2 separate regions of the Mus musculus genome follow, and region 2 is linked to region 1. Evidence: chromatin contacts called from public Hi-C data. All regions are on one chromosome and are shown on one strand. The core of a region is the stretch at or near the end of the contact, and the rest is flanking DNA. Distances in the headings are between cores, read along the strand shown.

Region 1 (5,925 bases), core at 2,154-4,653:
ACTTATGATAGGGAAAACCTTCAGCTTTGTGGTTTAGAAAATCAGAATAGTAAGAGTCATGACTAACACCATAAAGGCTAACGAGGACAGTTAGGAATTAAATATTTAAATTGTACTTTGTTCAGAGTCAGGGACCCGAGAGGGCACCAGACTAACACCTCAGAGGTCATGCTGCCTGCATCTCCTCTCCAGCCATCAGATTCTGCAGGGAGCCGCAGTGGTATGGGTACATAGTCTTCATTTAGAACTCACTTGTTTTCTTTCCTTCTTGTCAGCCATGTTTATGAGCCTTGTGATGTCCGTGTCTCTCATTGTCACCCCTCGAGTTCTTTTCTCATCTTATGGACATCTGGCTTCAGGCACTTCTTGAAATGCTCAACCTTTTGTGTGTTGGATCTCAACCTTGTACTTCTCTATAGACACCTGGGCTGGCAGCAGGGATTAACTTGAAACAAACCATTAGTGGTGACTAAAAAGCTATTAATAGCATGTATGCCCAGATTCCTTTCTATAATATTAGGTACAAATGTGCCCTCATAATACAGAATGTATTATCCACCTCTTCTGTCCACTATGTGTCTAGAGGAGGTTCTTGTGTTTGATGCATTCAGACATGATTGTGGAAGGCTCTTACTTCCATCTTTTTTCTATGGCCACATTGGTCATACATGACATTGATGTTTGGTGATTGCTCATGCTTAAGAGAACATGTCATTTAGCTGACAATTCCAGACCAGATGCTGTTAGACCACCAAGGGTTACCTGTAAGCACCAGTCTAGTCTCTCACTATTCAGGATTATGGGGTTTATTCATTTTTAACAATCAGCTGCCAAAACTCTTGCTGATAGTTTCATTTCTTGAAAATTTCTTGGCATTACTCTTTAGGGTAATGAGTTCTTACAGTTTTGGTGATTATTTTAGTTATTTCTCTATTGCTTTGATAAGAAGACACCATGACTAAAGTCACTCATAGAATAGTTTATCTGGGCTCACCATTTCAGGACTAGAGTCCTTGTTTGCAAAGTTCAGGGCATGACACCTGAAGCTGGAAGCTAAGAGTTCACATCCCGAACTTGTTGGAAGCAGAGAACACAATCTGAGAATGGCACACAGCTCTGAAACCTCAAAGCCTGCTCCACAGCTCTCCCATCAAGGTTACTGCTCCTAGATCTACCCAAGCAGCAGCACCAGCTGGGGTCCAAGTAGTAAATGTTTGAGTTTACAGGAGACATTTGTCATTAAAACCACAATGACAATAATAGTGATTTACTGTCCCCTCTCCCCACTCCTGTTTTAAAGAGTGACTGTAGCCCAGGCATGCCTTGAATTGGTGACAATGTTCTTGCCTCAGCCACCTGAGGGCTGGTATTAGAGATGTGGAACCCTAGATGGGGAGCTGTGGTGTGGTGAAGAAAGAGTTAAGTGTAAATGTTTAAGTCTGAGGAATTCTGTTTTGTTTTCTCAAGAAGATCTATGTGGGTGAAGGAAGCAAGCAGTCAGAACAGACACACACCTTTCTAACTATCCAACACAAATGTCACTTCTCAGGCAGAATTCAACAAGACCAAGGGCAACTTGTTCACTTCTGACTGGCTAAGGATTATAATAGCTACCGTGAACTTCAGAAACTTAAAAGTCTCAGAGTCTGCCTACCTCATCTTTAGAAACGTTAAGTTGCAGTTCGAGTGCATATGTGCCCCTGATGGGTATGCATGGTGCCAGGCTCTCTATAAAGGACTTGCTAAAATCAGGAAGGCATTCTCGTTTCTAACTCCACAGTCTGATTCAACACACATTTATGAGATCCATTCATATTCTATTTTATTTTTAATTCAAGAGTAGTGGTGCACTGAATATTCCAGCTTCCTCATTCTCCCACTGACAGACATCTGGGCTCCTTGAGAGTTTTGCTCTCATCAGTACATTTGCGTTTCCATACAAGTCTTTTTGCAGACAGGACTTTATTTCTCTTGGTGAACACAAGATGTGGGTCTTTATGTGCCAAAGGGTAGACGAATGCTTGACTTACAAGAAACTGACAGGGCTGTACTTTCTGCACAATTTTAGCTTCATTTGCTCTAGAAAAGAGCCAAGCCGAGATGGCCATAACTTGACGATTCACGAATGGAGCTCTGAGAGCCTGGAAGACCCTTTCCTCGATTACAGGCAGAAGAACCATGGGCATGTGGGGGATATCCGTAGGTGAAGGAGTTCAGACAGCACATTTGAGAGTAACAAATATGTGAATATCTGGACAAATCTTTTTCCCATTGGTTTTTGAAATTCTGATATCCTCAACTCTCTCCCCGGTAGCTTTTGAATATACCCAGGGAGTATATTCTTCAGCAGGGAGGGGTGGGGCTTCTTTTAATGAAGAGTAGAAACTGCCAGAAACAAATCACCTCATTTCTTCGCAGCCTTTGTTTCTTTTCTGCCACTCCCCCCACTGACACTTTTTCTAAAGTCCTCTCCACTGCCTGATCCACTGCTTTGGACTCTTAGCATGGTTTCAAAGTTCCCTCCAAAACTTACCCTGAAATTTGCTACTGTTAACAGTATGCATGCAACATTCCTAAGGGGGTCCTTTAAGAGGTGATGAGGACACTAGAGTTCCGCCCTCCAGGAACAAATTGTTACCACAAGAGTAGGTTCCCGATAAAAAATGATAGACAGTTTCCGGCGCTTTTACCCTGCCACTTAGCTGACACTGCATGTTATTCTACTTTCCAAAGCCTCCAGAGCGAGATAAACTTCTTCATAGTTTACTGTTGTATGTAGCATTGTTATAGCAGCAGAAGAGACTAAGACAACTAACTTTCCCTACCTTCTCCCCTGTGAAAGCTGACCTCTCCCCATCCGAGAACCTGTGTCATCACTGTAACTTAAGACTTCTGAAGTCTGATCAACTTGCATGTTTTAGTTCCCCACCTTAGCCACCAAAGTCTGTCCTAAGGGCACCACACTAATATTCACAGAGTGGACAGACTGGATTTCAAGGTGTCAAACAACAGTAACATTGAGCTTGGAGCCTGGAATGTTGGAGTGTTTTTTCCAGCGTGTATACCTGTTTTCAGCGTGATACATGTTTTCAGCCCGCAATTGTGTGCAAAGGCAGCAGTATGCAACAGGTGCCTAGACACAGGAGTAGAATCAGTGTAGTCACCTAGCTAACGGATCCTTACTGGACTGTCACCCATCACCCAAGGGCTCAGGCCTCTCAGGTGGAACTGGTTCTTCCGTTCTCAATTGGCCTCAGTTTCCGAGTCAGGGCGATGGTGGGGTGGGAAGTGAAGGGGAAGAGCCAAGCTGAGCCTGGCCAATGGCAGCTCTTGAACTTACACCTCCAGACGTCAGCGCGGCCGTGGAAACGGATGTCACCCAGCTGGCTCGGAAGCGTCTCCATCCGCTTCGGGAGAGGGGCGTGAGCCCGGAGGCGTCCAGGCCACCTCCGTGTGCAGCCGGAGGGAGTGCGCGGCCCCGTCAGCGCGCAGCCCCGAGGTCCCCGCTTCTCCCCCGGCGGCGCTCCCGCCCCTGGGTGAGACCCGCGCGCCCCCGCGGGCGGCTCCGCCCCCTCCCGGAGCGGGCGGCGCGCTCCCGCGGCGACGGGCCGTGTCGCGGGCTCGCGCGCCGCCGGCCCAGCCGCAGTTAAAATGGTCCGAGTCGGGCCCGCGCTGCCCCCGCCGCGGCGCTGACTGACTGAACCGGCTGGCCTGGCCGGCAGACTCGCTTCCCTCCCTCGCGTCCCCACAGCTCGCGCCCGTCCTCCTCCCGGCTCCCCGGGGGGCAAAGCATGTAGCCCGCGTCGGGCACCCGGGCGGCCCGCAGCTGACGCCCACCCCCGCCGTCGCGTGTGCCGGGTGCGCGGCGCGGGCGACCCAGCCAGCGGCCTGCCCCGCCGCCGGAGCCCGCCCCTCGGGCCTCCCTCTCCCGCCCCGTCCCGGTCGCCCTCCTCGGGGCCTTCTATATGGGCCACCTTCTCTCGAAGGAGCCGCGTAACCGCCCGAGCCAGAAGAGGCCTCGCTGCTGCAGCTGGTGTCGCCGCCGGCGCCCTCTCCTCAGACTGCCCCGCCGGGCTCTGGCCAAGGCGTCCCCGCAGCCCGCGGCGCCCCGGAGCCGGGACTGCTTCTTCCGCGGGCCCTGCATGCTCTGCTTCATCGTGCACAGCCCCGGCGCGCCCGCCTCCGCCGGCCTAGAGGAGGAGCCGCCGCTCTCGCCACCGCCGCCGCCGCCGCGGGACGGGGCCTACGCCGCCGTCTCCTCGCAGCACTTGGCGCGGCGCTACGCGGCCCTGGCCGCCGAGGACTGCGCCGCCGCCGCACGCCGCTTCCTGCTGTCCTCGGCCGCCGCCGCCGCCGCCGCTGCCTCGTCGCCCGCGTCCTGCTGCAAGGAGCTGGGGCTGGCCGCCGCCGCCGCCTGGGAGCAGCAGGGCCGGAGCCTCTTCCTGGCCGGCGTGGGGCCCGTGCGCTTCCTGGGACCGCTGGCCGCCGTGCAGCTCTTCCGGGCACCGCCGGCGCCGCCGCCGCAGGCCGAGCCCGCCACGGCCCTCGAGATGGTTTGCAAGCGGAAAGGGGCCGGGGTCCCCGCCTGCACCCCCTGCAAGCAGCCCCGTTGCGGCTGCGGGGGCTGCGGCGGGGGCGGCGGCGGCGGGGGAGGGCCCGCGGGAGGAGGTGCCTCGCCGCCGCGGCCGCCCGATGCCGGCTGCTGCCAGGCCCCGGAGCAGCCCCCGCCGCCGCTCTGCCCCGCGCCCGCCTCTCCCGCCTCAGAGTGTGCCCCCATCGTGGCCGCCGCCGGGGACACAGTCCGAGCCGGGGGCACCGCCCCCTCGTCTGCCCAGCAGCAGCCCGAGAGCGGCGACGCGGACTGTCAGGAGCCCCCCGAAAACCCCTGCGACTGTCACAGGGAGCCGCCCCCCGAGATCCCAGACATCAACCAACTGCCGCCGTCCATCCTGCTTAAGGTGGGTCTGGGCGAGGAGGCGCAGGGATGCTCACTCCCCCCCCCCCGCCCCCCTAACCCGGCTCCCCCGCCTCCGAGGCTTTCTCTCTCCTCCCCCTGTGTGCAGAGGAGGGGGGGGGGTTCCCTGACAGCCGGGGGACGCCGGAAGGGGAGACTGGGAAGCCAGTGGGGCCTGAGCTTTCAGCCTGGTGTTGAAGTAGGAAAACTTGGAGGCTGCTGAATGCCTCGAAGTAGCTTAGGTCCTACAACTCGGGGTTCATGCATTGCATTGGCAAACCCCCCAATATAGATACTATACTAGATTCTGTGGAATATACACGCATTTCTTGAGCAAGTTGTATACAGTGGGCAACCACTTTGCATACTGGTGTTTGGAAAGTTTAAAAGTTTGATGGATGCTAGTCTAGTGGCAATAACTTATAGTAAGCATTTACCACGACCAGACACTGACCGAGTGAATGGCAGGCCTTGGTCAGTGTGTTCCTCTGTAGACATCTTTTGAGTGTACTGTCCCGAGGACTTGAATCCTCTCTCAGGGAGTTGAGGAAAGGTCTTCCTGAATGGGGGAAGTTGTTTGCTTGCTCCGGAAAACTTGCAAACCATTGGTTCAGAAGCTGATTTACAACTGGTGTGTGGTCTTTATAAGAAATCTGAGAAGCAGAGAGTGGCTCTTCAAAGGTCAGCTCTGGGAATAGCAGTTTTCCCAAGTACTTAATAAACCTGTTAGGTCTCTGGTTACTGCATTGTTCTGAATCAAATAAACTAGCCTCAGATTTTGCTACTTGTTGCTTTTACAACTTGAAGCAGTGTTACATACTGAAACTGCCGCTAGATTTTTATATGATCAGCCATTGGGTAACAGTTTCCTTACTTATTTTCCCTTTGCAATAATGGTCACCTTGAGCTAAACATTCAATAGGAGCATAATGTTTAGATTGTTACCTTGCTCTCAGTGAGTAAGCCTGTTT
Region 2 (6,421 bases), core at 202-2,701, 3.0 Mb before region 1:
GCACCCCTTTTATTACACAGTCTGGGGCTTAAGAACGAGCACAAAGTCAGCCACCTTTCTTTATATAGTTATCTGTGATGACTTTGTTCACATTCATTCATTCATTCGTCCCTGTAATACTGGCTTTCTGGTATGTGCCAAAGTGCTGAAGCATCCTGGAGTAACCTTGATAATTGGCTTAAAGACGCAAACAAGCATGGAACCCGAGTCCTGTGGATTTCTTTCCAAACTCCCCCATTTAAGACATCCACTATTCTGGTACATTATAGACCTGCCTATGGGGGAAGAGATACTATTTTGGATGCCAGGGTCTTTAACCTTACAAGTTATGCAGAGTCACCTGCCTACTAGGAACAGTTGAATACCTTGCATTTATATCATCCTTTGGAGTCTGCAACAGGGTGTATGGCTTATTGTTTTGTTGTTCTTTTGTATTGACGTTTTTGCAACAGTGATAGATGAAAAGAGTCTTTTCATTCATTCCCATGTGAGCCTCTAGGTTCCATCCCCAGTACCGCCAAGAAAAAAAGAACGATAATTTAGAATAGGCTATAACATTTTTAAAAATCCAATTGGGATTACTTTTGCAAAATAATGTGATTTCTTCAACTGTGCATCCATGGCAAAACAAACGCATGCGCTATGTATTAGTAAACTTAGCTCTAAATACGGCTGAAATTTGGTGAGTAATGTGATCATTCTTCGCAAGCATGCCAGCTCCTATCATGTTTAGAACCCTGTGTTCCGAGGTGCTCAAGTTCACGCAAAGGAATTTGCTAAATAAATCCCTGGCAAGCTTCTGTAGCCGTAAATACTTTCAAGTAGAAATGGCAAAATAACACACCCAAGTCAGTACCTAAACCTTCGGAGTTTAGGTCGCTTGTCATCTGAGTTTTTACCTGCTGGCTTCCCCTAAGGTGCATGTCACTCACTGAATTTTACGAACTGTAAGTCTGAGGAAGACTTTTAAGATCCATTTAAGATAGCTGATTCCTCGGGGCCCCACAGGAAAAGTGCACGCAGAGGTGCGGCCCTGCCAGGGTACGTGGGCTTCCTCCAAAGTGGCGTTCACACCCTAACCCCGCGTGGGCCAGACCGAGACCCCCAGCACCCAAACACCCTAAATTCTGGAAGATGATCACAGGCTATATGCACTTTGAGACACGTTTGGGACGGGCTGCTAAAAAGAAGTGTGTGGTTCTTGGGAACGGTGCACGATGAGGATAAACCACGAGTGAAAGTGCGCCGAGTGGGGAGGGCCGAGGGAACAGGGGTGACGGAGAGCGACCCACACATAACATACACCCCACGGAGCGGAGCGCACGGCTCGGTCCTCCGACCGACAGGGGGCGGGCTCCAGTCCCGCGTGGCGCCGCGCCTGCGCTTCCTGCCCCTCCCGGTCCGGGATGCTGCTACCGCTGCTGCGGAGAAGCTGCTTCCCTTCCTCTACTCCCGGCGGCGGCGGCGGCGGCGGTAGCGCGGAGCGGGTGGAGGGTGCGCGGGGGCCCGGGGCGCGCGGACGGCGGCCCGAGCGCGAGCCGTATGCGTGCATGGATCCCAGCGCCGCGCTGCACCGGCGGCCCGCGGGCGGCAGCCTGGGCGCGGTCTCCCCGGCGCTGTCGGGCGGCCAGGCCCGCCGGAGGAAGCAGCCCCCCAGGCCGGCCGACTTCAAGCTGCAGGTCATCATCATCGGCTCCCGCGGCGTGGGCAAGACCAGCCTGATGGAGCGCTTCACCGACGACACGTTCTGCGAGGCCTGCAAGTCCACCGTGGGTACGCCGGGCCTGTGGCGGGTGGGCCTGGGGGAGGTCGGGGCCCGGTCCCTGTCCCCATGGAAGCTCTGACCCTCTCCCAGGGCCTCAACGAATCATCCTACGGATGCCCGGGCATACCCGCCGTGGGCACATCTGGCATCCGAGCCGCGCACAGCCCAGGTCTCCGTGGAAGCCCGACCCTCTCTTGTGGCCAGACCGAGCTTTTCCGTGGCCTTTCCGCGGGTGTCGGACCCCCGAAGCCCAAACATTCCCTCCCGGAGCCTTCACCAGTCATGAGGTCCGGGTGATGCATCCGCGGAAACTCCCGGTCCGTTACTCCTGCTCACCCAGGAAAACGGCTTTGTGAACCGAAAGTAGAGCTGAAGGCCACCCACCAGTGCAGTGCCCCGGGGTTACTCACCATCTTAAATGGGTCCGGACCTCGCAGCTTTGCAGGCTGGAGGGATGGACCAAGGTTTGCTTTCTCATTTTCTGTCTATTTTCGTGGTTTACAGAAAAGAAGTTTGTTGCAGAGACAGTTCGCGCTAAAGCTACACTCGGGTTTCTTTCTTGTTCTGTGCACAAATGTAGGGCAAAGGGATTTCAGCTGTGTTTATCCTTGACCTCAAATAACCGGGTGGATAGGCGGGCAAAGTAAGGGCGATTTCCCGGCACCCACCCGAGGTCGGTGAATTACCGGGAAATCCATAGGTAACGCTCCTGTTACCTTCCTCGGGATCTGGGTTTGAAACTGCAAGGGAATGTTTTTAGTGACACTGGATTGACAGGGCTTGACATAGAGGTTTGTTGGGGTTATGGGAAACAGTTGTGACCATGGAAAAGCTACCTGGAAAACTCTCATTTGGGGTGGCTTATAGAAAAAGGGGGTGAGCAGGAGGGACTGGACAGAGTGACAAAAAATCTAGCGTTCTCCCTGAATCCTAGCCCCAAGGAGAGGAAGGTGGATCTCTGATTTCGAGGCCAGCCTGGTCTGTCTACACAGTGAGTTCCAGGACAGCCAGGGCTATGCAGAGAGACCCTGTCTCAAAACAAACAAAATCTCAGCTTGGAGGTTTGAAAAGCTAAACACTGGTGCACATATTTTCCGTTGTAACCATTGATGGTTCCCGTTTTGAGATGAGAATTCTGTAGAGAATTTCAGGGACTCTCTTTAGGTCGTAATTGGTAAGTTGCCGGGTAACAAAACTACCACGGTTCTAAGTACTTAGACCGGAAAATTAAACCTCCAGTTTTCACACTGACTTAAATTTCCTTTTTGATTATGCCCCTTCATGCCTTTTTTTTTTTTTTTTTAACAGACCATTTTGGAAATATTTATGCTCCTTCTACCCTGTTTGTTTTTTAAATGTTTGTCTTGGGGATGTGTTATTAGAACTCAGTAACGTAATTATACCCACTGCAAATATCCAATCTTGGATCCTAAGAGTATACAGGGAGTTATTAACCAGGAAATGAGGCTTATATTGTTTTGTTTGTTTCTGACATAAGTGCAGTAGGCTTGAATGCAGTTGAGAATTACCAGTCGTTTATGGCCCCACACTTACATATGCAGAAATGAAAGCTAATGGTTATATTTAATATAGAAGGGAAATAGGACTGCAGCACTCGGAAGGCTCGAGGTGACGGACTGGGGTGGGGAGAGCTGGCCTTTATGACAGCACACCCACATTCTAGGAAGTTTTCCTAGGGCTCATAGAAGTGGATCCGTGGAGAGCTGGCCTGTCCTCCTGAGAAAGATGGGCCTACTCAGTAAGCTTTCCCCTTGTTGACAAAATGAAACTAGCTTGAGACATCATGGAATTACATAGACTATCTGGAAATGAGCGGAAACAGGCCTCCTTACATACATAATTATATGTACAAATATACGGGTGTCTCCCCACACTGAGGGTGGTTGAATTTTTCCCTTGGATGTTTTTGTTTACTTCATATCCAGCCTAAAGTAATTAATTTCAGTAAGTGTTTCTTGTGGGAAGTTCGGAAAAAGATGGTAACCATAACTTAAGGAAAGCCTGAAGACACTACATGCTAACAGGTGCCTCTGCCTCTTCAACTCCTGCCTCTGGGTTGAGTTATTTTCTAGCCAGCCTGCGGTTTGTTGAGCACCTGCTGTGTGTTGGGTGTTGTGCCGCCTGTGGGGTAATGTGGAAGCCCAGCGTGGGCTCAGTGTGCAAGTGGTGCCAGCAGGCGCCAGATTACAGTGCTCAAGGGGAGCATGGACAGAGAAGGGTACTTAACACACAAGCCTCCTGGCTGGGGCCAAGGGCTTGTTAGAAGATTCCTTCCCACTGAGCCCTGAGGAGCCAAGTTCATTCCTTAAGTTCCTTTAGAAAATGCTGTTTAAATATGACCCTGGGTGTGGTATAGCCTTGTAGCTACTGCTTGAGCAGAGCTTCTAGGTCTTCCTGTGGCCTGTTTTCTAGTTCCTTCCCAGCCTTATACAAAGAGCCCCACAAAGAAGAGGAGTGTCTTCCCTGATGCTTTTTTTACTGAGTCAAGGCTGCTTCTGGAAGAGACCACAGTCCCCAGCATGAGTCCACCAAGATAGGTCACATGGCACCTGTCATTCAGAGGCTAGAACGGGCAGGGGTGGGAGGGCCTGAAAGACACCTTTGACAAGGAATCAGACACCTGTGGACCTTGTGTAACAGGATCTGTGGAGGTAAATGAATGTAAAGGTTGAATCAGTGAGACATTGATATCTTTATTGTTATGATTAATAATCGGTGCATAGTGGGCATAAAACACCTAGAATTCGCAAGGATGTGAAACGATACAGTGTTTAGATGATTTAATGGAAATTATTGTGATTTTTTTTTCGAATAGATTTGTATTTGCAGAATTGAATTAGTGGAATAATCAGCCAGCGCTGGTTATTAATAATTAATAAAGGGGCAGCTTTATGAAGGTAGAAAGGTAGGAGAAGAAAGCTTGTTTGCTACAGACGTTGGCACCCAGCTGAGCTGTGCCAGATTTTTCTAGTTTCCTCTTTGCCTAGACTGGTAGTTCAACCTCCCTGATGCTGTGACCCTTTAAGACAGTTCCTCATGTTGTGGTGACCCCCAGCCATAAAATTATTTTTGTTGCTACTTCATAACTGTAATTTTACTACTGTTATGAATCAATCATAGTGCAAATATATGAGATGCAGGATCTCTGATATTCAGGATGACCCCTGTGAAAGGGTCGTTTATCCCTCAAGGGTTCTTGACCCACAGGTTGAGAACCTCTGGCCTAGACAATGACTGACATACTGACCCACTTTCCTTCCCTGAATATCTGTGTTATTGTAAACATACTTTACGTGCTGTGACTCCCTAGGTAGGTGAGTTCGCATTGTCACTTTCTGGGTGAAAGATATAGAAGCTGTGCTGAATCCGTCTTCCTTGTACTGTATTCCCTTCATTTAGTATAAATAACTTCTTAAAAAGTGTAGCTCAGGGGGGGCTGGAGAGATGGCTCAACGGTTAAAAGCACTGACTGCTGTTCTAGAGGTCCTGAGTTCAAATCCCAGCAACCACATGATGTCTTACAACCATTTGTAATGGGATCTAATGCCCTCTTCTGGTGTATCTGAAGACAGCTACAGTGTACTTATATATAATAAATAAATAAATCTTTGAAAAAAAGTATAGCTCAGGGCTAGAGACTTGGCTCAGTGATTAAGAGCATTTGTCCTTGCAAAGGACTCGGGTTCGATTTTCGATACCCACACGGACGCGCACCACCTCCTCAGGCACCAGGCATTCATGTGGTGCACAGACGTACATGCAAGCAAAATGCACATTAAAAATAATAAATAAGCAAGAAAGAAATTTTCTGTTTAAATAAAAGTATAGGTTTTAAAAAGCAGTTAAAATGTGATTATTTGGGGGCTGGAGAGATGGTTCCATGGTTAAGAGTATTGCTGCTCTTGTAGAAGACCAGAGGTCATTTCCTGGCACCCACATGAGGCCGTTCAGAACTGCCTGTAATTCCAGCTCTAAGCAATCAGACACTCTCTCCGAAACTCCTGCACTAAACGACCTTCCTGCAATGTTTATAAGGCATGTGAAACATAAGTGTTGTGTTTAGACTTCAGTCCAGTCTCTTATCATCTCATTATGTATATGAAAATATTCTAAAACTTTTGGAACACAAGTAAATTGATGTAAAGTTATGTAAGCCAGAATTCTGTTATGCCTGGACAGTACAGTTTCCCCCTTAAAAATGCTAGAGACTGCCGTGGGATCATCAGCTCTTTTATTTTGCCAAGTAAGTACATTTTAAAATCCCACTATCACCAGCTGAGAGAGAGACTGAGACAGAGACAGGATGATGATGAAGAAGTAGGGACGATCAGATAGCAAATTTAAAGCTCTTTGAATTTCCCTCTGAGGACCTCAGACCTCTGCGGAAATACTTAAAGCTTCCCAGCCGCACCTTTGAAAAGAAAGCGCCTCAGAAGACCTCGTCAGAGAAGCACCTCTGAGCTGAGATCTGAGGCCTGGTCTCAGAATACAGCTAAGTACTTAGAGAAGGGATGCTAACTGGTGGGCCACAGTCCTTGTGTGACCTTCCTGGATGTCCTCTATAGTTCATGCAGGGGGTGGGTGTGCCTCAGCTACTGGGGCTAGGCCACCCCTGCTGGAGTACTTGAACTGACA

What was found. Hi-C and Micro-C count contacts between places; a contact is called where the count stands out from the background.
Region 2: a Hi-C map of CD4 T cells shows a contact between it and region 1, with 6 times the contacts expected there. The contact joins the promoter of Rab12 here to the promoter of Fbxl17 in region 1.

The regions. Positions count from the first base shown.
Region 1 is chr17:63,498,058-63,503,982 of GRCm38.p6, reverse strand. It overlaps Fbxl17 (F-box and leucine-rich repeat protein 17), which reads left to right and starts at 3,403. Exons shown (of 9, transcript NM_015794.1): 1 at 3,403-4,958. The coding sequence starts at 3,966.
Region 2 is chr17:66,514,700-66,521,120 of GRCm38.p6, reverse strand. It overlaps Rab12 (RAB12, member RAS oncogene family), which reads left to right and starts at 1,451. Exons shown (of 6, transcript NM_024448.2): 1 at 1,451-1,773. The coding sequence starts at 1,551. It overlaps Gm41608 (a long non-coding RNA gene), which reads right to left. Exons shown (of 3, transcript XR_876914.3): 1 at 2,176-6,421.